Regions from separate parts of the Sus scrofa genome. Here region 2 is linked to region 1. Evidence: chromatin contacts called from public HiChIP or PLAC-seq data. All regions are on one chromosome and are shown on one strand. The core of a region is the stretch at or near the end of the contact, and the rest is flanking DNA. Distances in the headings are between cores, read along the strand shown.

Region 1 (7,086 bases), core at 1,899-4,398:
GTGCTGCATTCTGTATCCAGGCAGCAGTAGGCAAATGGCAAGGCTGTGACGTCAGGAGATCTGGAAAAATTTTCCAGGGAATGCTCCTAAGAGGTGCAAGAGTTCGTATAACATAGTCAGAAAGAGAACTGTATTCTCTTTTTTTCTTGCCCCACACCTTGTCTGGATGCTCTTAGCCTAAGCATGGAAGTAGTTTTATATTCATTCCTTGGACCCCAGATACTAAATTCTAACAAAATGAGAAGATATCATTGACGCTACAGTTTAAAATACAAATATAATTATAGATAAACAAGTCACTGATTGAACAGAAGGAAATACAGCCTATCTTAACTGCCCTAAGAGAAGGAGAGGATTTTTCTCTTTTGCTCTGAGATGTCGCCCCTGCTGTGAGGTCACTTGGTCAGAGTGGACGATGCAGGTGTGGTGGAGCCTATTCAGTGGGCTCACCGACACACAGGCTCAAAGAGAAAAGCTGGACTCATTGTACCACCTAGCCAGGGCGGCTCAGAGAGTAAGCTTTAGAAATAATTTTTTCCTTTTAGACAACTTTTCTTTTCTTTTTCTTTCTGTTTTGTTTTGTTTGTTTGTTTTTTTAAATACAAGTAACAGAGGTTTTCCAGTCAGGGAAAAAAAAACCCAAAAAACCTAGTACCCTTCAAAAGGTCACAGGCTGAAGGGAAAAGGGCATCTGGGCCCAGTGGTAAACATTAAAACCTACCAACACCTGTACTAACTTAATAAAAGGGTGGATAGCACCAGGTGATTTGCATGCTGCACTTTCTCCAGCAGCTTACAGGCGAGGCTCCTGCGTCCATCTTGGTGAAAATCTACCTACAAACAGAACTGAACCAAGGACAACCTGCCCTCGTCCCAAGGGCATCCATGTTGGGCCCAGTGCTGGAAAGGTGGCATTCTCTCCATAGGAGACAAGTGGTTGCTGTCACTTTCTCTGCCTAGGAGAGGCTCTGTCATTTCTTACATTGCCAGAAAGGAGTAGACATATTAGTGCAAGATAAAACCTGAATTTTTAGCTCAACACCTCACCTCCACCTTGTAAAATGGAAAGATGAGACTAGAGCACCAGTCCTGGTGTCTGCATTCATTAGAGTATTGACACCTTGCTGTATGAGCTATCAAGACACAAATGACTCTCTCTTATGTGGAGGTGCTGCATTATTAAATGTCAGCTTACAGAACAAGTCCTTCCATTCCTACCCTCTAAAACAAATATTATTGTGGAATCGGAATGAGGAAAGAAATATATTTTATGAGAGGGAAAAACACTAGAGGGCAAATTTTACAACATGCCTGGAGTCAATGCAGTCCTTGGCCCATGACAAGGCCGGAGTCAGATCACTATGGTAGGAACCCCTAGTGAATCTGGGAGAAGGCTCGTCCCGCAGTGCACCCCTCAGGCCTCACTAGTTACCAGGAGTTGCTAGGAGATGGCCCAGGCCAGGAGCTGTTCACCCTATACACACCCAGTGTTCTTCAGGCTTTCCCTTCCACATTAAGAAACACAGAGAGCTATACTTAATGCATGAGAACTATGGCAGTAAGCCCACTGAAGGATGGAGATTTCCCAAAATAAAATAAAATACAAGCTAAAAGCCATCACTTTAAAGACCTACATTTAACATGGCTCAGGGATATCTATTCTTCCCAACATAGGTATGGGATGAGGTTTCACCTTGACTAACCTTGAAGTGTGATGCATTATTAACCCTTCACTTTTTAATCAAGAGACACACTACAGGGTGCATTTTTTTTTCCTCTACAGAAAATCATATATTCTAGCTTCTTCCATTTCAAAATGTCAGCCAAGCAATATTTCCCTGACTCATTCTCCTGCCCATGCTCACAGATCCTCCCAATCAGGAACACCACATCAGCACCTACCCAGGGCTCCCTTAGTGGCTGCAGTGGTGGTGCTAGTGGTGCAGATGATGATGATGGTGATGATGATATTAGAGAAGGGGGGGCAGTGATGCAGGAGGGGGGAGTTCCCTCCCTCTCTCTCTCTCTTCCGCAGTCACGACTCTTACAGATTTGCCTACAACTGCCCTTCAAAATGACCTTTTAAAAAAAGTCACCCTTCCTGTGTAGAGAGGTGGAAGACAAGTAAGCAATATAATTTTCAATGGGGAGGGGGTCTATTTAGCCAAGCAACAGGCTGCCCCAAATCGTATCAGATGACCTGCCTCTGCCTTTGTGCCATTTATTTCACACTAACCCTTCATCGTACCCGGTTCTGCATCTGGCTCTGTAGACACTGACAACAACCCGATTTTGCCATGTTTTGGGGCCAAGGCTCAGAAACGGAGTCCTGACATGGAGCTTCCTGGGTCATTCCTGGGCTGTGATGACTCCACGGCAGTTCACTGGAGGAAACTCTGGGCATCGCTACGAAATACTGCAGTGTGTATGGATTCTGCCATCACTACCGCTCCCCGCACCCCCACCCCACCCCCGCCCGCCGCCGGCCTTTGGAGGTACATATTTAGACTAGAAAAAAAAGGTGCTTTAACACACAACCTCGCCTGCATTCGGTCCGATTACCCTCAGGCTGTTCTTTCAGAGCCTCAAATCTTATTTTTTAGGACCTGACTACAAGAAGAGACATATCTAGTCTCCCACAGCCCGACCATGCCCAGGACCGAAGGGCTCAAGCGATGTCATATAAACTGCAAGTTCCCAAGACCGCTACAATATACGTAACCCTCTGCTTGCCCGCGCCTATCCAGGGATTCTGAATTCCATACAGGACAGCAAGCCCAGGCCCGCGCGATCGTAGCAGTGCTCACCACCCGACCCTCCGCCCTTGCCAGCGCGGAGCGCGCGGTGCGGTCCGCAGAGCCTGCCCGGGGGATGAGCCGAAAGGCAAGGCGCTGGGGGCGAGAGCTGCGAAACCCATACTTACACCAACTGCCACCGGTCCTGCCCAAAAACTCCTTCTTTTCGGAGTTCCAGATGAATTTCTTCCAGCTGCCCTCCTCCTTGGCTTTTCCGCGGGCCATGGTGGCGGGTCAGCAGCTGCTGCGGGGATTGAAGATGGGTGATTGCCGCGTGCGCTCTTGCGTCCTCTCCTGCCGATCAGTGTCCCCTGCCTGGCTCTCCGCAGGCTGCACCCGCCGCTGCCGCTGCGGCTTTCAGAGTGCCAGACGCGCGGTGGAGGAGCAGAGTCAGGAGCGGGAGGAGGGGGAGGCGGCGGCGGCGGGGGCGGAGGGAGGAGGGAGGGACCGCGCAGGCTGGGCGTCTCCGAGCCCCGCACCTATTGGTGGGCGCACGACCGCTCACTGGCCCTCTTTGGTCCGCCACGCGCTCCCCTTGCCCTTGGGGATTCGGGGGCTCCACAAACCCGCAGCTGCCACTCCAGCTGCCACCGAGGACGCGTGCTCGGCCCCCGCCTCCTGTGACCTCTGCAGAGACAGGCAGGGGACAAGGAAAAGTCAAAGGGAAGGACGAACAAATGGACTGCGGGCCCAGGCTACAGCCACCCGCCACGAGCCGAGAAATTGGCTGAGGGCGCACGCCCTACCTTTACTATATACCGCGCCGTGGCGACGGGGCGCCCCGCCCACTAGCGACCCGGCGGGCCAATAGCCGGCGTGGAGGGGGCGGGGCCTGGGGCCCGAGGGGGCGGGCGCGGGGTTGGCACAAAGGAGCTGCGGTAGCGGCGTGAGGGGCGGTCTAGGGAGCCAGGGAGCGGGGGCGCGGGGAGGGGCGGAGAGAACTGTGAGTGGCGAGGCCGCAGCACCTAACAGCCCCCTCCTCGCGTTGGGCTGTGCACGAACCCGCCTTTTCCGTAGTGAGGTGACCCGCACCTGCCTTGCCTGGCGCCCCGCAGACCCTTCGGGACCCCAGCCCGGCTGTCCCGATCCAGTCAGTCCCTCTCGTGCACTCTCAGCCTCTCTTCTCCGCACTTCCACTTCTCCTAGGCCCTAGCTGGGTGGGGGTAGGTCACTCCGGGACGCCTGAGAATCAGGGACTCTGCCCAGCTCCGCCCCGCCTCTCTGCTGCTGCACCTGCCACCCCCTCCGGTCTCCCCGCCACTGCGGTTGCAGTTCCGGCCCGTCCCTCTCCTTCCAGGCCAGCCCAGCCAGCAGCCCTGGCTCCTGACTGCCGGGCTATGCTCCTTGTGGGCGGCCTGAACCACCTCAAGCAGGATAATTGCCAAACCCACCCAGGGCGGCAAGCCGGATCCGGGGTTTGAAAGGGGTAGGAGGTGTTGGAGGCCGACCAGCCGGCCCCCAGTGGGTCGCTCCTTCAGAAACCAGTCGCATTGCCTGGCGGCTCACACCAGTCTAGACCCCGGCGGCGACAATGTTTGCACGTGACCTAGCCACCAATGACTCCCCTTGGCGTCGAATCCCAGGCTGGTGTTCTCAGGGACGGGTTTTCACGCCCCTTGGGTGGGTACCGACCACTTTGTTCTTCTCTAAAAGACCTGGGGCCAAAAAGGATCTGGAAAGCCTAGTATAAATCGCGAGAAGGTGCAGGCAATCCTTGGCATCCTTTATCCCTCCCCCTTCTTTATCCCCTGTGCATCAACAGCCAAACTCCTTGGTTTCATCTCCCTCCGCCAAACCCCTGAGCAGCTTCACACATCCCTCTTGAGGCAGTGACACAGCAGAAATCAGCAGGGGCGCCTCTGCAGTCAATGTACAGAAGCTACATCCCCAGGGAGCTATGTAGCCCATCCCAGAAAAGATTTCCCCTCCCTGTATCCAGACAGACAACGCAAGGGAGGCTTGTCAGGGTTTCCTTTCTGTCACCCAGGTCAAACTCGCAGGTCTATGGACAAGCTTGAATTGCTGTAGCATGAGCTCTTCCTCATCAGTCCTTCCAAAGGCCCACCTGCGAGACTTGGGCAAACCTGAAAATTCCTGAAATGCAGAAGCAGCCACCCATCCACCCCAGCCCCAGAGGGCCTGCTACAAGTAGGGTTCGGTCAAGGGCAGCCTTGAGAACTGCATGTTCAGAGAGGAAGCCACCCCCGCCTTGCTCCTGCAGTGTTTATGTTGGAAAAGCCCCAAGTTGGTGGTAGAACTGCAGGAAGAGGCTGCACCTGCACCTGCCGATATGATGCCCAGCCCCCTCCCAGCAGAAGTTACCTGACAGAGGAGTTTCCAGAAGGACAGGTCACTGGGAAGGGCATGTGTTTATCGAGAGCCCACTATGTGTAAGACGGAGGAAAGCCTGTGGGCAGAATCAGCCAAAAAAAAAAAAGAAAGAAAAAAAGGATGAGAAGAGGGAAAGAGGGAAAGGTGGAGAGGGAAGGGATGAGAGTTGTGTGGGGGGTGCCCTTTGTGCATACTCCCTAAGCCCACTCTTCCCATCCCTGACTCATTGATATTCCTCCCCCCCCACCTCTTTTTCTCCCCTGCCCCTTTCTTCTTCTCTTTTCCAGTAGAAGTAATAGTACTGCAAAATATGTGGAGAAAGGCTCACATTAACAGGTCTCTGATTAGAACCCCCATTTTTTCCTTAAAAAAGTTCTCCAGACCCATGGCAAATGCCAATTAGACTGATCCTGTGTCTGGCAAGGATAAGCTTTCTCTCTTGTCCTTGACCTATTGTCTTCCTCTGGGGGATACACCCCACCCCCACCAAATTTTACCTCCTCAGCATGTAAATTCTTCCCAGGTGCTGACAAACCTTGAGGATCATGCCTTCACAGCCAATGCAGCATCTCATTCTAAACCAGCCTCCCTCTGGCTTCTACAAACCTCTGTGTTTCTAAGCAAACCTGGCATTGTGGCAGGAGAGTGTGATCTCAGCTCTATGGGAACCAGATTCAAATTCCACCTTACACTCTAAACCGTTTAGAGCTGTTTTACCCACCTAACCATGTCACCAGAAAGAGTGACCTGGTGAAGGGCAAGACAGACCTGCATTCTCCCTCCCAGCTTCAGTACCTACTACTAGTGTGACCTTGAGCAAGTTACTTGTTCTCTCTGGGGCTATTCCCTCAGTTGTAAAACTGAAGTGATACATTGTTGCAAGGATTAAATGGGAGATGTGGGAAAGTGCTAAGTACAGTGCCTGGTGCATAGCAAGAGCTATTAAGTAGCTGGCTTAATTATAATTAGCTTTTTCCATTTGACCTTGTCTAACCTTGGGGCTGTTCTAGGATTTTGCCACCTTCCTCTGACAGCCCCTCCTGCCAGGGCTCTGAGTTCCCTTAGAAGGTCACCCTGACTAATTCTCCACCCTCTGTGCCACCTTTCCCCTTGCTTTCCAGTGTGCTTCCTCTTCTGTGACCTCCTCTAAGTTGAGTAATGAATAACTTGAGCATACGTTGTCCCTTTGGGTGTGCTGGGCTGGGCTGGGCTTGTGTTCTGAGGCCCCTTCAGTGAAGGGTGCTGTAGCAGCAGGTTGAAAGCTGTGGGTGTGTTGTTCTATGGAGGGAGGGGTGCCCTGGCAGTTGGAGCAAGTGGCTGGGCCTGGGTGGTGGTGGGGGAGGTGTGGGCCACAGGGAACTCAGAAAGCTGATCAGTACATGCCAGTGGAGGTCCAGTATTTCTCTGCAGGAAGAAAGAGGAAGGAATTCTAAAGGCTCAGTGCCGAGACCAGCTCGGCAGGATGGGGCTGAAGGACGGGTGCTGTGAAACTTAAGGGAAAAAGTTAACATAAAACAGGACACAGAGACGTTTATCTTAAGTAAAGGTGGGAACTGGGGGACTCAAGGTCTCAGGACCAAGAGCCCCACCTCAAGAAACCACACTGCTTTTATTGTGCTCTTTAGGATGACATCAAGTGAGGAGGGGGCTATGGGTGGAGGATATAGGGTTTATTATTTTATAAGTTCTTTTATTATTTTAAAAGTCACTTAGCTGGTAGAAGGTTAAGCTTTTACTCTGACCTTTAGGCACATAATAATTAGCATTTGAGTTAGCTGTCTATGCATAGCATGCCAGAGAATCCTCACTGTGCTTCCGCATGCCTACTGGCGGCAACCCAGCGTGCCTAGGTTTGCACCTTGGATCTCTTTGCTAATGCATATTCTTCTAACAACCGCTCATAAACCACCTGGCCATGAGGTTCCTCTTTCTCTTATTCCTTAGAGGACATATCATGCTT
Region 2 (7,086 bases), core at 2,931-5,430, 49 kb after region 1:
TATCATTGGCTGCTTTAAAATCTTTGTCAGATAAATGTAGTAGCTCTGTCATCTTGGTCTTGGCATCTATTGAATTTTTTTTTCATTAGTTGGGATCCTCATGGTTTCTGGAGTGATGAGTGAATTTTTGATTGGAACTTGGACTTTTTCAAATAATATTCTGAGGCTCTGGATCTTACTTAAACCTACTCTTTTAACTGGCCTCCACTGACACCATTCTGGCAGGGGAAGTGGGGCTGCTACTTTGTTATATTTAGGCAGGGTAGAAAGCCAGGTTCATCACTTGGTCTTCATGAATACTCAAGTGGTGAGGGTTAGGGAATCTCCTTATTACTGCTGTTGGGGATGGGATTTCCAGTGGTGAGGGTGTCCTCATTAGCACTGGGTGGTGGTGAAAGTTCTGATTCTCGCCTAGGCTTCTTATGACACCTCCTCACTGGGGAGTGGGAGGTATGTCTCATTACTGCTGGATAGTCTCTCCATGTGGAGCGAAGTTACGGCTGCCTACTCGTGGTAGTGGGATGAAAGCCTAGAGTCAGGTACCTCCAAAACAGAGACCACAGAAGGTCTCTGGAAGGAGAGAACCTTACTTCTCAGAAGCCTCTTAGTACTTGAATGCTCCTCTGTTCAAGTTAACTGCTTTGGAATTCTTTCTTTAATTACCTTTTTAAAAGAAGAATGTTTTTCTGATTATAAAATTAGTATAGTTTTGTGTTGGAAAATTGGAATATCCAGAGAAGGAAAAAGGGAACAATACTTCTCTAAAACCTTTATTGAGAGACTACATGAATATTTCTGTGCCTTTCCACTGTCTTTTTCTCTATCCATCCATCTATATAAACATAATTGTGGCTATTCTTTTGTTTGCTTTTAACCACCGTTTTTCCTTCAGTTTTATACTATTATAAATGTATTCCTCTGTCGTTGAATATTATGGAAACCATGCTTTTTGATAACTCCACTATATTCAATTATTTGAAATTTAGCAATAATTCTCATATTGTTGAATGTTTTAGTGTTTATTATTTCTCACTAGTATAAATACTGCTGTGATGAGAATGCTTGATTACAAGTCTTTTCAATTCCTAGAAGTGGAAATACTTTAGTAGAGGGTATTTGAGACTTTTGATACATATCATCAACTTGATCTCTGGAAAGATTCTCAATTTATATTCCCACCACCAGTATTTGAAAATTCTTGCTTCACTCTTGTCTCATGGGCATTGACTGTTATCATTTAAAAAATATTTATGAATTTGAAGGCAAAAAATGTATCTTACTGTCATTTAATTTCCATTTATTTTATTACTAATAGTGTTAAATAACTCTTTTTTTGCCATTTTAATTTCTTTTGATGACTGCTTTTTATGATTTGCATCTTTTTTTTTTTTTTTTTGATGGCTATACCTGCGGCAGATGGATGTTAACAGGCTAAGGTTGAATTGGAGCTGCCACTGTGGCCTATGCCACAGCCACGGCAACACCAGATCCGAGCTGCATCTGCTATCTATGTGCAGCTTGCTACAATGCTGGATCCTTAACCCACTGAGAAAGGCCAGGGATAGAACTCACATCCTCACAAAGACAATGCTTGGTCTTTAACCTGCTGAAGCCATAACGGAAACCCCCCTATTGCAGTTTTCTTATTAATGGTTTGTTATGTGTGTTACAAGGATACTTTTCCAGTTTGTCATTGCCTTTTAATTTTGTATATAATGGTAAACGACATAGAGAAGTTTACAATTTTAAATTTGCTGTCTGTTGTTTTTCTCTTTTCTTTCTTTTTTTAATATATTTTATTTATTTATTTTTTATCAATAGAGACTTTATTTTTTGTTTGTTTGTTTGTTTGTTTTGTTTTGCTTTATCTAGGGCCTCTCCCACGGCATGTGGAGGTTCCCAGGCTAGGGGTCGAATCGGAGCTGTAGCCACCAGCCTACGCCAGAGCCACAGCAACGTAGGATCCGAGCCGCGTCTGCAACCTACACCACAGCTCAGGGCAACGCCAGATCCTTTAACCCACTGAGCAAGGCCAGGGATCGAACCTGCAACCTCATGGTTCCTAGTCAGATTCGTTAACCACTGCGCCATGACGGGAACTCCATCTTTCTTTTTTTTTAATTCCAATCAAGCTTTCATGATTAGAAGGTCCTTTTCTATCTACTGCTGTATAACTAATGACACCAAAACTCAATGACTTAAAACAACAACAATTTGATTATACAGTTTTTGCAGGTCAAGGTTTTTGCGGGCTCAGCTGGTGACTTTTCTGCTCCACCTGATGTTGATAGAAATCATTTCAGTGTTCATCAGCTGGCTGATTGGGAGGATCCAAGGAGGTGACACCCCTGTGTCTGGAGCCTTGTGGAGACAGCTGGAAGGCCCGGTTCAGGAGGGACTGTCCCCCAAGTGCTTCCACATGGACTGTTTGATGTGGCAGAACTGGAGTAGTTAGAATTTGCACATGGCAGCTCAGGACTCCGAAAGGGGGGTGTTCGAGCAAATAACTGTAAGGCTTTTTATAATGTGGACTTTGGATGTCAACTCTATTGGTCAAAGCAGTCTCAAGCCTACCCAGATTCAGAGAGGCTTCATGGGAGACAGATCACAGAATTTGCGGCCATATTTAAAAATTTCCACTTTACCCCCAGATAAGTTAAACTCACATATGTTCCTTAAGTTTGTTTATGCTGCTTTTGCAGCTGCAGATTTTCCTTTTTGTTTCTTTTTATAAACACAAATCCTCAATCAATCAAGAAAATGTATAAACAAGCTTATAATGAAGTTCAAATTTGAATATTTCCCCCTAATAAGGGAGTTCACTATAAGCTTTTCTTGAATAATCATCTTTTTGCCAATGGCTAACTATTATAGGCATTGAACTTTTATGAATATTTTTGTTGATGGAGGAAAAATGCCCTTCACTTTTCTCTTGACCTTTCTGGCACTCCCCAAGATAAAAGTGGATCCTCCTGCTTAAGTCTAGTTTTTGTCTGAGGGGTGACCAACCATACTAGTGACTCTGGACTGACCAGCAAGCATCTTTCTGAAAAGTCTCTCTCAGCTGGGAGAGCTCTGTGACTCTGGGCCTGGCTGTTGACCTAATTCAGAGGGGCTCCTATTTTTCAATCTACTTTTTATGATAGCAGGCTCTCCCACTGCAACAGGGCTGTGTACCTGGGGCTGCTGCCCTGGATGTGTCTGAGGTGGTGTTGTTGTGATTCCCAGTGTAATAGTTCCTGGAGCAGATTGTTTCTAAGATGAAGTAATATGACTTCTTGTAAAGGGAGAGGCATTAGCTCACTTTTATTGAGGTGCTTAGCTCTGCTTCACAAGGAGGAAAACTCCAGGACTACGAGATTGTTTTTTCACGACCTCCTCCTCTATCTCTAGTTTTTGTTTATGCCAGCTCCTCCCTACATTCCTCCACCCCAGAGGGACTTCTGATCTGGCTTCCAGCTTCCTCACTGACATCTCTGCTTCCTTCTCTCAACCACACAGGAATGCAGAGCTAAGCCCTGTGTCAGGTCTCATAATGCTGTATTCCACTGCTTGGTCATCCTTTTATTAATAACCACCCACGCTGTTGCTGCAATTGTTCCTTATATATTGGATATTCTGGTAACCTTACTACCTAATTTAATTCTCTAACAGATTGGAGTGGGGGGGCAGCTTCTATTATTCTATTTTTAGATAGAAGTGGATGCTTGCCTAGAGACAGGAACACACTCAGCTATATAGTTTGTAAGTGGTGGAGTAGAATTTTAACCTTGGTTGACGCTTAATTTTTAAAGACTATGTGATACTTCCCCTCTTCTTTCATCTTAATCCCCAGTTCCTAACTGTGGATTGGTATTTCTACTTCTCCCTGAAAAAGAGCACACACAGCTGATACCATGGGCCACAGGAGAAGGACACCTGCCTGGGGACATATAATCCTTCTGGCAGGAACATTTGAAACCCAGCTCTCCTGAAAGTTTACTTAGCTCATCCCTCTGTTTCTAGCCAAGTCTTTCTGACAGGTAGGAACCTCGTCTCTTAGACAAGGTACAGCAAGGATGGCCACACTGTAGCTAGTGGGCCTCCCTCTGAAAACTCCTGGCCATTTCCTCAGGGGAGTTTTCTGGGTAGCTTATCTCTGCAGCCTCATGACTCATTTCTTCTTTTCGAGTCGGTTCCAGAGGAAATTTGCTTCTATGGTCAGAGGCCAGAGCATACTCCAGCCCTCTCTGGAGAGAAGCAGAGTCAGAGAAGAAAGAGATTTCATAATGTAGTAGTGTTGGTTGTTCATTGCTGAGGAATCCGAGGGTTGGTTTGCATTTATCCTGGGTGGAGCTCCCAGCAGCTGAGGAAGGCCTGCTGTAGGAAGAGGAAGGGCTCCAAGGGAAGGACTTCTGGGGACCAAGGAGGTAGAGAAGTCGGGGAGGCCCCCAGAGCCTTCACTCTCTTTTGGCCCTTCTGAGAGCACAAGATTGAGCCCTAAGCTTTCAGCACCTGTGGTCCTGCCAGATTTCAGAGAGTGTGATAGGAGTGACTGGCCAACCTAAAGTCAAGTGAATGAATAATGAGTGATCAGTGGAAGAGCAACTTGATATCAAATGTTCCACCTGATATAAATTTTGAGAGGAAAGCTTGCAGTCATGGCTTTAGGATCAAACAGTTTCTTGACCTATTTCTCTTTGTAAAACTATTTTTCTTCTCAAAAGGATTAGAAGATTTCAAGTTTTTCCAAAAAAACCTTTATAAACTCCCCAGAAGTGTTTCAGTGAAGTTGTAAATTGTACTTTTTGACCATAAAAAAAAAAACAAACAAAAAAACACAGTAGCCTTCAAAGGAAGGCATTGGTGAATTTTGTAACAAAGACTAAAACTGAGGCCAAGTGTCCCTGTTCCAGTCTTGACATTTATCTGGAATCGGGTTGTGTGTACCATTAAACTGCACGACTCAGCATGCATGACAAGATTTTTTTTCTTTGCGTTGGTAAGCCTACTTTAGCATTTTGCATACAAGAAGATTTTGGTGGGGCTTTGCTACTGCTTCATCCCACACAGATAATAATGGTAAAGTCATTATGAGTTAACACTTTTGGAAGTCTTTATCTCTTCAACCAGATTGTAGCTCTGAGTAAGCAGGATCCTTGTCTTATAATAGTTTGATTTCCCAAAGCTTAAAATTAGGATAATTTTACTCATTTCCTTCCTAGAGAGGTCAAGGGACCAAATTTCTCTGTTGCAGACACTGTTGGTTGCCTGCCAAAGGTTTGTTTCCTTCTTTCTACCTTACCGTCAAGCTCTGATTTTGGTTGTGTCCTTTGAAAGGTTATGTCCTTTTTAGGCACTGAGCTCTACCTAACCACAGAGGGTGAGACTTCATTGGTCTAGGCCAACTGTGGTGGCCTTGTCTTGTGTAAAAATTGTTTTAAGCCTGGGCAGATTGTGTTGATTCTGGCCATTGAGACATGGGGGTTGTCTGATGGAGGGACATAAGGTGGGGGCATTCCTTTTTTCTGTCTCTGAAGATTGTTGACATTATCTGAGGCCTGATCTACAGAAGAGCTTAGAATTGGGGGGGAAAGCTGCGGAAAAGCTAAGGTAGGTCTGTGGTATTTCCATGTCAATGAATTGACCTTTGCTGAAACTGTCCCACCTCCAGACTTCACATAATATGAAACAATCAACATTCTTATTATTTTCAGACACTTCTATCCCTTAGATCTTCTATCCTTTGCTGTCCATAACATCTTACACAGCCTTGTTCAGAAAGGTGAAGTTGATGGTTGGGGAAGTCAAGGTAAAAGGCTCCTTTCTTTTTCACATATGATGAGAAAGGAGGGAGCCATGTTTGAATGGCAGTTTTAGCCCATCTGTCTCCTAAGGCAACTTCTCTGCTAATACTCTGAAAAGACCTGGTACTAGTGGGAAAGCTAATTCTGAAGGTTGAGCTGGTTCAAAAGGAGAATACATTCAAGAAGTATCAAAGAAAGGTGTTCTCCCATCTGACCAGAGGCAGAACTTGCTGTTGATACATTTCTTCACACCAAGAAGAGATTCTAGCCAGGTGTGCCCTGACTGCTTGTGGATATTTTTGTACAAACTTGATTTCAAAATGTGACCCTCATCTTGGCAAGTTGAGATGGAGACAGAGCAAGAGATGGGGGGGTATGTGATGGTGGGGGTGAAGTGGGACAGGAGCTCTGTAGCTCAGTGCAGGGCCATGCTGATAAGCATACATCGGACATGAGGGGCAGTGGACACTTTCTAGGTTGGAGTTTTAAACATAAATACATTTATCAACTTAACTGATATTCATTGAGCACGTGGGACATGTCAGGCACTGTGTGAGGTACCTGAGAAAGAAGGAAAAATGGTCTTTGCTTATAAGGAACATATAGCCTAGTATACATTCCAGCCTTAGGTAACTACCCCCAGCCCTCTCTTGCCTGTCAGTCCTCCCCCTCATAAATTATGGCACCACTGGTGTGCAAATGCACGCACATCAATACTCTTACAAATATTCCACACATTTCCTTGTTAGCAGAATTAGTAAACGCAGCATTTTAAGTCTGCTAACACTTATCAAGCACCTACTCCGAGCCAAATGGTGTGGGGCATACAAGGGTAAATGAGAAGTCCTGTACTTCCAGGAAACCACAGCTCAGTTGTGGATGTATGATTTATACACTGAAAATCAGAGTGAGCAACTAGATGAAGAGAGAGCATTTGAATGGTGCAGATAAGTGCCGGGAGAGTTTAATTCAATTCAACATGTATTTATTGAGCACTTCAGTGTGTCATGTACTGAATCAGGCCCATGGGACACAGGAATAAGTTCAATTCCTTCTCTTCCAGGAGCTAACTGTGCAATAGGAATGCTAAAGTAATATTATTCATATCAACAAACATTTATGGAGCAGTTATTATTACACATTTCAATGTGCTTATCATATAGTAGCTCTTGTATTGGTTAAATCTATGATGTAGGAATTAATATTATCCCATTTTATTTTATTAAAAATGTTTTCTTTTTATGGCCATACCTGAAGCATTTCTAAGTTCCTGGGCTACAGGTTGAACCAGAGCTGTAGC

The links. HiChIP or PLAC-seq counts read pairs in DNA pulled down with a chosen protein or histone mark.
Region 2: a contact with region 1 is called in an H3K27ac HiChIP or PLAC-seq map of skeletal muscle. The contact joins the enhancer-like site here to the promoter of ATP1B1 in region 1. A contact is called at or near these places in 7 of 47 Hi-C or Micro-C datasets (blood, embryonic fibroblasts, heart right ventricle and 3 more) and 2 of 2 datasets of contacts at active chromatin or transcription factors (alveolar macrophages and skeletal muscle).

What each region holds. Positions count from the first base shown.
Region 1 is chr4:81,933,867-81,940,952 of Sscrofa11.1, forward strand. ATP1B1 (ATPase, Na+/K+ transporting, beta 1 polypeptide) reads right to left here and starts at 3,149. Exons shown (of 6, transcript NM_001001542.1): 1 at 2,924-3,149. The coding sequence starts at 3,020.
Region 2 is chr4:81,981,466-81,988,551 of Sscrofa11.1, forward strand. No RefSeq gene overlaps it. Among named protein-coding and RNA genes, the nearest start is that of ATP1B1, 48 kb to the left of the region's middle. Within about 2 kb of position 4,181, at least 24 of the 83 cell types and tissues checked have an H3K27ac peak or open chromatin away from gene starts, as enhancers often do. A contact at or near this core is called in alveolar macrophages, embryonic fibroblasts and skeletal muscle, where this site is marked.